3 separate regions of the Mus musculus genome follow, and regions 1 and 3 are each linked to region 2. A link is a contact called in public HiChIP or PLAC-seq data. All regions are on one chromosome and are shown on one strand. Each heading gives the region's core, a stretch centred on a gene start, on an enhancer-like site or on the middle of the called end of the contact. The rest is flanking DNA. Distances are from core to core; before and after follow the strand shown.

Evidence for each region. HiChIP or PLAC-seq counts read pairs in DNA pulled down with a chosen protein or histone mark.
Region 1: a CTCF HiChIP or PLAC-seq map of the NIH/3T3 cell line shows a contact between it and region 2, with 5 read pairs. The contact joins two enhancer-like sites. A contact is called at or near these places in 1 of 15 datasets of contacts at CTCF or cohesin (the NIH/3T3 cell line), 2 of 484 Hi-C or Micro-C datasets (the C2C12 cell line and muscle stem cells) and 1 of 115 datasets of contacts at active chromatin or transcription factors (neural tube).
Region 3: a contact with region 2 is called in a CTCF HiChIP or PLAC-seq map of the NIH/3T3 cell line, with 5 read pairs. The contact joins two enhancer-like sites. A contact is called at or near these places in 2 of 15 datasets of contacts at CTCF or cohesin (the NIH/3T3 cell line and pro-B cells), 6 of 484 Hi-C or Micro-C datasets (the HPC-7 cell line, the N1E-115 cell line, bone marrow-derived macrophages and 3 more), 1 of 115 datasets of contacts at active chromatin or transcription factors (bone marrow-derived dendritic cells) and 3 of 9 other capture datasets (adipose tissue, embryonic stem cells and liver).

Annotation. Positions count from the first base shown.
Region 1 is chr17:70,727,060-70,731,098 of GRCm38.p6, forward strand. All of the region lies in intron 6 of Dlgap1 (DLG associated protein 1), which reads left to right. Among named protein-coding and RNA genes, the nearest start is that of Gm36746, 11 kb to the left of the region's middle. Within about 2 kb of position 2,107, at least 181 of the 459 cell types and tissues checked have an H3K27ac peak or open chromatin away from gene starts, as enhancers often do. A contact at or near this core is called in the C2C12 cell line, the NIH/3T3 cell line and muscle stem cells, where this site is marked.
Region 2 is chr17:71,057,316-71,061,188 of GRCm38.p6, forward strand. Myom1 (myomesin 1) reads left to right here. Exons shown (of 37, transcript NM_001083934.1): 11 at 3,810-3,873. Among named protein-coding and RNA genes, the nearest start is that of Myom1, 40 kb to the left of the region's middle. Within about 2 kb of position 2,141, at least 39 of the 459 cell types and tissues checked have an H3K27ac peak or open chromatin away from gene starts, as enhancers often do. A contact at or near this core is called in the C2C12 cell line, the NIH/3T3 cell line, muscle stem cells and 1 more, where this site is marked.
Region 3 is chr17:71,352,963-71,357,107 of GRCm38.p6, forward strand. Smchd1 (SMC hinge domain containing 1) reads right to left here. Exons shown (of 48, transcript NM_028887.4): 45 at 424-595. Among named protein-coding and RNA genes, the nearest start is that of 4930471L23Rik, 40 kb to the left of the region's middle. Within about 2 kb of position 2,784, at least 21 of the 459 cell types and tissues checked have an H3K27ac peak or open chromatin away from gene starts, as enhancers often do. A contact at or near this core is called in the NIH/3T3 cell line and pancreatic cancer cells, where this site is marked.

The DNA of each region.
Region 1 (4,039 bases), core at 857-3,356, 330 kb before region 2:
GTAGTGTGTGTGTACACATGTATGCATGAACTTGGTTCCTTTCACCTTTATCTACTGAAACATCTCTCTGGTCTTTTTTTTTTTTTTTTTTTTTTGGGTTTTCAAGACTGGCCCCTTTTTAAAAAAGAAAAAAAAACATTTTTGAAAGAATAAAATCATAGGGGCTGGAGAGAGAGAGCAATTAAGAGCACTGGCTGCTCTAGCGAAGAACCTGGGTTTGGTTCCCAGCACCCACATGTCAGACTCCTAACTATCTCTAACCCTAGTTCCAGGGATCCAATACTTTCTTCTGGCAACTGTGGACATCAGGTACATACATGGCATATGACATACTGGCAAAACATTCATATACATAAAATATAAATAGATAAACCATAAAAGAATAAAATCACAGAAATGAGAAAATGTCCCAGAAGAAAAGTATGGCCTCTCCTAGTCAATAAACTAAGCCTGCTTCTAATGGACAAGCAAGATGGAGACTTTTCCTAGGGATATCTAACAAAAGAATAAAAATATTCTTTTGGGTCAGGGGTCTTATGTTACCCAGGCTGGCCATGAACTAGCTATGTAGCTGAGGGTACTTTGAACTCTTTCATCTCCTACCTCTGCTTCCAGGGCTGTGGTTACAAATATGCACCACCATACTTTGTTTTGCGGGTGCTAGTGATTGGACCCAGGGCTTCAGGCATGTCAGACAAGCATTATACCAACTGAGCTACATCTCTAGCCTCCAGCTTCTGCATTGTATATTACTAGAAAGTTAGGAAGAAGTGTGAAGTGAGACAGCTCTGTAAAGGCACTTGATCCAAAGCCTGCTGACCTGAGGTCAATACCCCACATCTACACTGTAGAAGGAGAGCCAAGTATAGATTGTTCTTTGACACACACATACGTGCATATACTCTAGACATACATACATAGTGTTTTTATTATCAAGAAGTAAAACTCCTTGATTAGCCTTTTCCTCATTAACTGCCCTGAAAATATCCATAAATGCAGAATTTGAAACACACAACAGTAAAGGGCAGAGTTTCCTCCCCCTCCCCACTCTTGTGCATTAGATAATCAGGAACATCTCAAGGTCCATTTTATTCTTGGGAAAATGTCAGCAACATTAGTGAGACAGATGAACTCATTTAAAGTAGACAAAAGAATAGCTGAAAAAGGGGGGCTGGTGAGATGGCTCAGTGGGTAAGAGCACCCGACTGCTCTTCCGAAGGTCTGGAGTTCAAATACCAGCAACCACATGGTGGCTCACAACCATCTGTAACAAGATCTGACGCCCTCTTCTGGAGTGTCTGAAGACAGCTACAGTGTACTTACATATAATAAATAAATAAATAAATCTTTAAAAAAAAAAAAGAATAGCTGAAAAAAGACACACGGAGCCAAGCGCTCTGTAATGTTAGTATTCAAAGACGAATAAGATGTGGGTTCTACCATGAGTTGTGACAGGAGGAAATCTGAGGCAGGAGGATGGAGTTCAAGGCCAGCCTGGACTAAATGGTCAAACTTAGTCTCAAAAACATAAACAGAAATAAAAGATTATGCGGTTTCCGGTATGTTCTCCTAAGAAGACAGCTTCAAAGGACTGAGAAAGGACAGGGATCATGTGCATAATCCAGGAAGAGAATCTTTCCAGGAGGGGCAAGAGACACAGTAAAGAAAGGGATGGTAGCCAGGCATGGTGGCACATGCCTTTAACTCCAGTGCTCAGGAGACAAAAGCAGGCAGATTTCTGTGAGCTGCAGGCCAGTCAGGGCTTCACAGTAAAGCCCTGTCTCATAAATGGGGAAAGAAAAAGTAAAGAAAGAGAGAGGATGTGACTCAGCAGTTGGGTGGTTGCCCAGCATGGGTGAGGCCCTAGGTCTTGACTCATGCAACACACACACACACACACACACACACACACACACACACACACACACACACACCCCTACCCCTGCAAGGAGAAAGACCGGCAAATGCCAGATTAGGAAGCAGGAAATCCAGTAGTCCCCATTTATCTGTGGGGTTTTATTCTCTTTACTTTCACTTACCCGGTCAACCACAGGGTAGAACGACTGCCCGCAAAATTCCAGAAATAAACAAGTCATGAGCTGTAGGGTGAGCATTACTCTGAGCAACATAGTATCTTCCCCTGTCCCCACCTGGGCATGAGTCATCCTGTGCCCAGCATGCCCGCACCAGTTTGTAGGGTCATTAGCTACTTAGTAGCCCCTTAATTACTCACTTAGCAGCTCTCTTGGTTGTCAGATTGACTGCTATGGTACCACAGTGCTGCTGTTTTAAGAAATTCTTCTTTTACTCAGTAATGGTTCCAAAACGCAAGAGTAGTAATGGAATGGAGGCAGCGGGACTTAAGACACGGAAGGACAAGTTAGTCCTGGGTCTGCATAAAGATGTTACAAGTCTCCTCATCATCACCATCACCACCACCACCATCACCATCATCATCATCATCATCATCATCATCCAGAGGGCTCTATGTAAATGGAGGTTTCAAGCACATACTGAGGTTCTAAAAATATGTCCCTGGTGGCTAAAGAGATGAACTGAATAGACAGTAAAATAAATATAAAGACTGTTGATAGATAGTAGGTAGATAAATGGTGAGAAAGGATAGTTATATGATAGACAGACAGATACATAAATAGGCACAGTCCTTCAGTATTACAAAGTATGAATAGTAATGAACCCTGTTATGGTTTGTATATGCTTGGCCCCTGGGAGTGGCACTATGAGAGGGTGTAGCCCTTTCGGAGTAGGTGTATCACTGTGGGTGTGGATTTTAAGACCCTCATCCTAGCTGTTTGAAAGTGAGTATTCTGTTAGCAGCCTTCAGAAGAAGATGTAGAACTCTCAGCTCCTCCTGTACCATGCCTGCCTGGATGCTGTCATGTTCCCACCTTAGTGATAATGGACTGAACCTCTGAACCTGCAAGCCAACACCAATAAAATGTTGAACATATAAGAGTTCCCTTGGTCATGGTGTCTGTTGATCACAGCAGTAAAACCCTAATTAAGACAGACCCATAGACTCATGCATTATATGCTTAGCCCATAAGGCATGGCACTATTAGGAGGTATGGCCTTATTGGAGTAAGTGTGACCTTGTTGGAGGAAGTGTGTCACTATGGGGGCCAACTTTGAGGTCTCATATGCTCAAAGTATGCCCAGTGTGGCTCAGAGTCACTTGTGCTGCCTGCAGATCAAGTTGTAGAACTCTCAGCTGCTTCTCCAGCACTGTATCTGCCTGTATACCTCCATATAATAATGGACTAAGCCTCTGAAATTGTAAGCCAGCCCCAATTAAATGTTTTCCTTTATAAGAGTTGCTGTGAGCCGGGCGTGATGGCTCACACCTTTAATCCCAGCACTCAGGAGGCAGAGGCAGGCAGATTTCTGAGTTCGAGGCCAGCCTGGTCTACAAAGTGAGTTCCAGGACAGCCAGGACTATACAGAGAAACCCTGTCTCGAAAAACCAAAAAAATAAAAAGTAAAAATAAAAATAAATAAGAGTTGCTGTGGTCATGGTGTCTCTTCAGAGCCTTAAAACTGTAACTAAGACACAGAGGCAAAGATTGTAGTATATAGCATAGTATCTTTCCAGTGATCCCATATCACCTGGCTGTTACAGGCAGAGATTGTAGTATATAACATAGTATCTTTCCAGTGATCCCATATCACCTGGCTGTTACAGGCAAAGATTGTAGTATATAACATAGTATCTCTCCAGAGAGCTCATATCATGTGGCTGTTTGCTGCTCTAACTGGCCATGAGACCTGGGAGAAAAGAGCCGATAAATGAATCAGACTAAAGCCTCATGCAATAGCCAACTTTATTCAGAGCATCAGACACTTTATACTCTGAGAGCGAAGAGGAGCCACCTGAGGAAAATGTACAGTCACAAGGACAAGCCATACAAGGCAGAAACAGGGTTTTCCATAGAGGCACATGAACAAATAACAATAGCCAGACAATACTAAGGAACAATCGGAGGTAAACTCACTCCTCGCCGCTACACCTGGGAGGGCC
Region 2 (3,873 bases), core at 891-3,390:
GCTGGAGCCATGAGTCCCACTGCGTGTACTCTTTGGTTGGTGGTATAGTCCCTGGGGGCTCTGGGGGCGGAGGGGAGGTGGGGCACGGGGTGGAGTGAATTTATGGCTGCTTGGAGATGCTGGGGAATGAACCTGGGACTTCACACATGTGGTGGTGAATTACTGGTAGGATTTGCTGAAGGAGGCAGAGGCAGGAGGATCAGGAGTTCAAGGCCAGCCTGGGCCACACATGAACAGCAGAGTGGCACAGCAGAAGTGTGCTGAGCCCATCAGAGATACTTAATGTCAACATCTGTTTTACACACACACACACACACACACACACACACACACACACACACACACACTGGGGGGGCGGGGAAACAGGGAAGGAGGGAGGGAGGTGGGAAGGAGAGAGGGGGCAGGCAAACAAGTGCACGGAAAGTGTCATTAGCAACTGTAGCATTCAGTTTTTGCATAAATTGCAGACAAATGACCCTTTTTACCTGCCATACTGAAAAGATAATATGATTTACAACTCCCTTGTGGGGGCTGGAGAGAGCTCAGTGCCTGCCACACACACATTAAGCCCCCAGCCCCCGTGTAAAAGCCAGCTGCAATAGCACACTCTATAAACTCAGCACTGGAGGGTGTAGGGCTGGGCAGAGGCAGGGGGACCCCTGGAACTCTAGCTTCAGAGACAGGTGGACCCCAGCAGTTTAGCTGACTCTACAAACTCCTGGTTTAGTGAGAGACTGTCTCAAAGAGCAAGGCAACTGAGGAAGACATCACTCCTTGAACTCTGGTCGACATACATGCGTGCACATACACATGCCTATGCATATACACATGTACACACACACACATATAATACACATAATAAAAACAACTCTACCAGGGCAGGGGGACGCAGAAGCCGGTCCTCCTATACGAGGCTGTGATTATGAACTGGTTCAAAGTCTCTGAGGATGTTTTACAACTATGTATTTAAAGCACACAGTCCTACTTCTCCAGTTCCAGGACAAAATGGACAAAGATGAAGACAAATATGACATAAAACCAGAGTTGCTTACCAATGAGAGTACTAAATTAAAATGTCTTTATCTGTACATATATTTTAATAAAAAGGTATAAATATATATGAATAAATATAAGAAGTTCATGCTTCACATAAAGAACTACTATGCAGCAGTGAAAACGAATGATGTATATCTGTACTTCCTGAAATGTATCAAGAAAAAGAAGTTTGCATGAACACCATGACCCAAGTTATTTAAAAAATCATCATATTTAGGATTTATTTCTTATGTGGTTGCATATATCCATAACCCACATAAGAGTGGACACAAGAAAATGCAAGTAGATCAAATATGAGTTTGTGGCCAGCCTGGACTAGTAATAATCATTATCATTTTTGCTAGACGTGCTGGCACACAGCTACAATCCTAGCGCTCAGCAGGCCAAGGCAGGATGATCCCCAGTTCAAGGTCAGCCTGAGCCATAAATTCTAGCAAGACCCATCTCAAAATATTTTTTCATCTTTTAGTTTAGGCCAGTATGTCAGTAGCCATTATTTCTGAGTTACAGATTTAAAGGAGATTTTAACCTTCTTGATTATCATCTCTTTGATAATCATGAACTACCTCTATAATAAATATAAACAATAAGATAACATTTTGAAAAAAGTTATTATTATTATTATTAGCCTATGTCTGAGGCCATAATGAGTAACAGGCTAATCTTTGACCAGATTAATCAACCCATAGGAAGTTAGGCTATTTGGAAGTTGAGAGAGAGAGAGAGAAAGCTAGAAGCTTTGAAGAGGATAAATGCTGGCTAGTGGGCTCTGTGGCCCGGAGCTGGACAGGAGCTGCTGGAGCTGGACACTGAGAGCGCCCCTCAGAATACATTCCCACCATGCTAGACTCCCCACACTGTGTTGCCCATCTTGAGAACAGGAACAATACTTTTAACTATTGTTAAAAGTTTACCACTGCATTGCTACGATGAAGCACTGTGACCAAAAGCAACGCATAGTTTAGTTCGTCTTACAGCATACAAATCCATCCCTGAGGGAAGCTGAGTCAGAGCCCAAGGGAGTGGGGGGCTGATGCAGAGGCCACAGAGGAATGCTGGCTACTGGCCTGTTCCTTGTGGCTTGCTCAGCCTGCTTCCTTATAGAACCACCAGCCCAAGGATGACAGCACCCACATTGGCCTGGGCCCTCCCATCAATCCCCAAGGCTAAGAAAATGCACCACAGACTTGCCTATTGGCAAATCTTGCAGAGGCATTTTCTTAATTCAGAGTCCTTCTTCCCAAATGACTCCAGCTTGTATCAAGCAGACATAAAACTAGCCAGGACGGGCACCCAGAAGAGCGTTAAATGAACTTAGGAAAGCAACTCTGACAAACACCCATGCCCAAGGTTAGTAAAAGTGGAAGATAATACAGGAAACAGAAGACATGATTGTTTACGAAGTAATATCATCACCAGACAGTGGGGCCGCCATTCCCCAGACACAGCTAAACTGTGATTATTCTTGTGGTATTGTGAATTAAAAGCCACAAAAATGAAACCTTTGCTTTCCTGGAACAATGAGCGCTTGTCAGTTGGAGTTGAAGCATCAGCTGATGAAGAAGAGGCTAGTATCCTTGAGGCAGGCTTTTCTGGGACATGTTTCCTCAGGGTCAGCACATGGAAGGTGTGGTCCAGAGGTGGCCATATGCGGATGAATGCCTAAGTAACTTAATAGATCTTCAAGCTCACCCCCTGAATGGCATCTTGCACCCTTTGTTATAGAAATGCTGGTCTGTGGCTCTCTGGACACCTCCTGTCCCCTGCTTTCTATTACAACCCAGAATCGCCGGCTGCTCAGCTAACTAGACTCTGCTCTGTTAACACGGGAATTACTCCATCAGTATGTGGAGTCATAGGCCTTTAAGACAAGGACGTTTCTGTGTTGTTGCTAGCTGTTCCCCTAGAGAGAGACCTCCTCTGAGTGCCTCTTCTGGTACTTGGGCTTTATCAGCATCAGCATCAGCATCAGCATCAGCATCAGCATCAGCATCAGCATCAGCATCACCACTGCATTCTTGCTCTGCTCTTCCTTCTGTCTCTGCCCTGCTTGCAAAGCCTGGGAAGAGACGGGAGTGCCCAGGAAAGCACTCGTTTCCTGTTGCTTGGCATGCAGGAAACGTTCTACGTTCAGCCCTGGCCATGGTTTGTTGGTGTCCTTCTCATTTAGTGTGTCTGCAGGAGACATTTTCCCAGAGAACACGCCCTGATGGTTTATAGGTCATGAAACAGAATGTCCAAAACCCAGGTAACCTGAGCTCTTCACAAGTAACGCCAACCTATTAACATTAAACCCAGAGGTCTGCAAAGGTTTCTGCCATCATATCAAACACCTTTGTAACTCACAAGCGTTGCAGAGGTGTAGCTCGTAGGGAAAGATTGTTCAGTTGGGAGGAGTGTTTTCTCCTGGGTGAGTACCATTGCCAAACAATGTCTTAAGAATGGACTCTCTGGCATGAATCACCTAGCTGACATCTCCCTATTAATTTTGGGGGGTAAATTTTGAGAACCAAGAAGAAAAGGTTCATGGGTTCTTTTCAGAGCCCCCTTTATTCTCTCATCTAATGATCTTCCACCAGAAGTGGAAAGCATACCTTGTTATATTGCTGAACAAATGATAAGACTTGGAGCTTGCTCTGTGAAGCCGACTACGTAGCTACTGTGACGTGTGGGAAATGTGTGCGCCGTGACCACAGTCTGCCGAGCTGGCAGAGCCTGGCTGAGCAGCTTACGGGATCCCTCTGTCTCTACAGATGCTGATGCAGAGATCGAAGGAGCCCCAGCTGCACCCTTGGATGTGGTGTCTTTGGATGCTAA
Region 3 (4,145 bases), core at 1,534-4,033, 300 kb after region 2:
TGTTAAAGTCAAATCAGAAATTGGATCTAGATACTCATTCAGCCGGGAATGTAGCTTAGTGGTAGAATGCTTGCTTAACATATGTAAACTCTCTCCCCTACCACAAAATAAATTAAAGAATAGGGAATCCACAGGAGAGACTTTTGTGATCTGGAGCTGGGGTTGTGGCCTAGTTGGTGGAGTGCTTGCCTAGCATGCAAAGCTATCATCAGTCAGTTTAGCCCCAGCACCACGGACACTGGGTGTGTGTGTGGTTAAGCACCTGCCACCCCAGCACTGAGAGGTGTGGGAGGAGGGTCAGTAAATTCAAGGCCACCTCCAAGCCTATGGTGAATTCCTGGCCAACCTGAGATTCATAAGACACTGTGTTAAAACAACAAACAAACAAACAAAACCTGAAAATTCACCCCATGTTTAACTTACCTATTTGTTTCCCCAAGACCACACACTGCTTTGGTACTGGAGCTCCGAAGACCATTCCCCGAAGTTTGTCCATTGGCGGAGCTTTATTCTGAAGGCCCCCAAACTTCCCATTACTTCTAATTCTATCTCCATCTCTAGTCAGGAGTGTGGGGCAGTGTGTGATTTTAACAACCTATTGAGAGCACACAAACACTAATTAGCAAAAAACTGATTCCAACTGCTCTAAAGAGTAATTAAATCTCAGTTTATAAATGACATGATCCGATGGGCATGGGGACACACGCCTTTAATCCTAGCACTTAGGGAGGCAGAGGCAGGCAAATCTCTCTGAGTTCGAGGCAGGCCTGGTCAATAATGTGAGTTCCAAGACAGCCAGGGCTCTGTAGAGACACTGCCTCAAAAACAAACAAACAAACAAAACAACAACATCAACAATAAAGAAATAAATCAAAACCAAAAGAACAGCAAAAAAAAAAAAAATCCAACTTGTAAATAAATTAATAAGCAAGAAAGTAAATGAATAAGCAGCATGGCTGTGGTAGTGTTTTTGCAAAGTTAATAAGCTAATGATAAGTAAAGTGAACTGGGCAGGCAAAAAGCCCATAGACAGGGAGGGAACCGGATGAGTTTTCAAATGGTAAATGTTAGCTTGAACTAGCTTAAACTGGGGAGAAAGGCATCAACAATGAGATTCTCCCAATTAGTCAGAATAAAAATGATCACACTGGATTTAGCATTTTATGATCTCTAGGAATGTATTCAGCAATTCCACTTATGTATGTACTCAAAACAATCTAATGAAATACAGAAAGCTCACTAAGTTACAGCATATCCCCACAGAGAAACAGCATGCACATTAAAAAGCGCTTGAAGGGGCTACGGGAGATCAGGCAATGGTAAGAGTGTTCTAGCATATAAGCGTGAGGAACGGGATGTGGATTCTTAGCATGCACACAGAAGAGCTCATGTGGTTGCACTCACACCCACTACTGCCAGGGGCGGGGGCTGTGGAAACAGGTGGGTCAATGGGCTTGCTAACCAGCCAGCCTCCTAACCCCACACCAACCCACTCCACCCGGACCAACGCGCAGGCTCCAGTGTCAGTGAGACCCTGGCTTAAGGAAAGGTTACAGCTAGTGCAGCACTTCATCTGATATCCTCCTCCGGCCTGTACACACACGCACACGCACACACACACACACACACTCACACTCACCACCCTCAAGTGTGATCGAAGAGCATTATAATTCAGCACATTACAAACATCTAATCCAATCTAACGTTAAAGCTTAAATAGTATCTGAATTATATGAAATATTTACATAGACTATATATAATTTATAGAAATAAAATTACATCTTAAAAAAGTATAATGCCAGAGGAACATCACAGATGCTCTTCCAGAAAACTGGCACTTTTATTTATTTTTGGTGTTAAATCTGCCATTGAAAAGACCCTTAAAGTACAACAATATGAGTGGTCACTTTACTGTTTGATGTGCAATGTCACCATGAGATTAAACTCTCTGAGCCAGCTAGCTGTAGGCTAGGTCTACAGGCGTGGGCTAATTGAAAAAAATTGAATTGAAAAAAAAATACAGTAAATTTAGTGAGCCAAATTTTTTTGTTTGTTATTTCAAGACAGAGTTTCTCTGTGTAGTCCTGGCTGTCCTAGAACTGGCTCTGAAGACTAAACTGGCCTCAAACTCAGAGATCTGTCTGCCTCTGCTGAGATTAAAGGCATATGCCACCACTGCCTGGTAGTGAGCTAAAAGTCTGCAAATTTCAAATTACTTGGTTTGGTAAGAGAAATGATTATGCATTCTTGGTTTTGATTTGGACTTATATGCTTTCTAAAGGTGAACACAAGGTAAAACTGGGGGCAGGAGCTACATAGATGGCCCAGTGAGCAGGCTGAGCTGGGGGTGGGGTGGTGGTAGAGGTAGCACTTGCCTTTAATTAACCCAGCCCTTGGGAAGCAGAGACCAGCCTGGTATATAGAAAGAATGCCAGGGTAATAACCAGGGCTACACAGAGAAACCTTGTCTTGAAAAACAACACAAAACAAAACAAAAACATAAAAAAACCTAGAAACCCTAAGACAAAGGCCTACAAACACAAAAGAATGTAAGTTATTAAACAATTAAAGATACTCCAGTGGTAAACTGCCCTCTTGTAAAGATGCTAAATGCTGGTGAGCCTAGCTGCCTGCAAAGGCACCAACAAACAGTAAACAGAACTTTGTTCTTTCAAAATCATTATGCTCTTGACCCCATAACTTCCACTGTTCTCAACCAGTGGGTTGGCAATCCCTCGGGAGGCTCACATATCAGGTATCGTGCATGTCAGATGTTTACATTATGATTCATAACAGAAGTAAACTTACAGTTATGCAGTAACAATGAAATAACCTTATGGTGGGGGGTGGCCATCATGACATGAGGAATGTTAGTAAAGGTTGCAGCTTTAAAGGCTGAGAAGCACTGGTATAACATCATGTGGCCTTTAAATACGAGACAGGATTTTCCCTTTCACAGTCCACCCTAGGCTGGCCGAGAGCTCAGTATATTGTGCATGTTAGCCTTGTACTCACACTCCTGTCTAAAGGAAATACGGGGACAGAGTGTGGAGCAGAGACAGAAGGAAAGGCCATCCAGAGACTGCCCCACCTGGGGATCCATCCCATATACAGACACCAAACCCAGACACTACTGTGGATGCCAAGAAGTGCTTGCTGACAGGAGCCTCAACTGTCTCCAGAGAGGCTTTGCCAAAGCCTGACAAATACAGAGGTGGGTGCTTGCAGTCAACCATTGGACTGAGCACGGTGTCCCCAGTGGAGCATTAGGGAAAGGACTGAAGGAGCTGAAGGGGTTTGCAACCTCATAGAAAGAACAACAATAATCCACCAACTAGAGCCCCCAGAGCTCCCAGGGACTAAAACACCAACCAAGGAGTACTCATGGAGGGACCCATGGCTCCAGCTGTATATGTAGCAGAAGCTGGACTTATCTGGCATCAGTGGGAGGAGAGATCCTTGGTCCTGTGAAGGCTCGATACACCAGTGTAGGGGAATGCCAGGGCGGGGAGGCAGGAGTGGGTGGGTGGGTGGGGGAACACCCTCACAGAAGCAGGGGGAGGGGGAATGGGATAGGGGAATAACATTTGAAATGTAAATAAATACAATATCAAAAAAAATGGTAAAGTTGAAATAGAAATTTAAAAAATAAAATAAAATGAGACTGTGAACCACTACACCCAGCTTAGAGATGGTATTTTTACAGAAACGATCAGGCTGAGGTTGTTCAGTCTCTAATCCAGTGTCACTGCTGTCCTCAGAAAGGGGAAAGGCAGACATGATGACACATACATTAAAAGAGACATGAGGAAGATAGCCAATTACAAGGAAAGGCGAGAGGCTCTGAAACAGACTCTTCCTTCACTCATGGCTCCTAGAAGAAATCACCTCTGCCAATCACTCTGACCATGAACTTCCAACCCAACAGATATGAGATAAAAAATTTCAATTATACATGCAAGTTAGAGCTTTTCCAATATGAGACTGTCCCTTTTCAGTTTTAGATACTACACTCATTTCATTTTAATTTGTTTCAAATTAATGGTAAGTTTTGCATTGGTTTTAACAAGGTCAGTCATTTGTTTATATATCATCCAATGAAATGATTTTTTTTTTCCCTTTTGAGATAGTCTTGTTAAGTAACT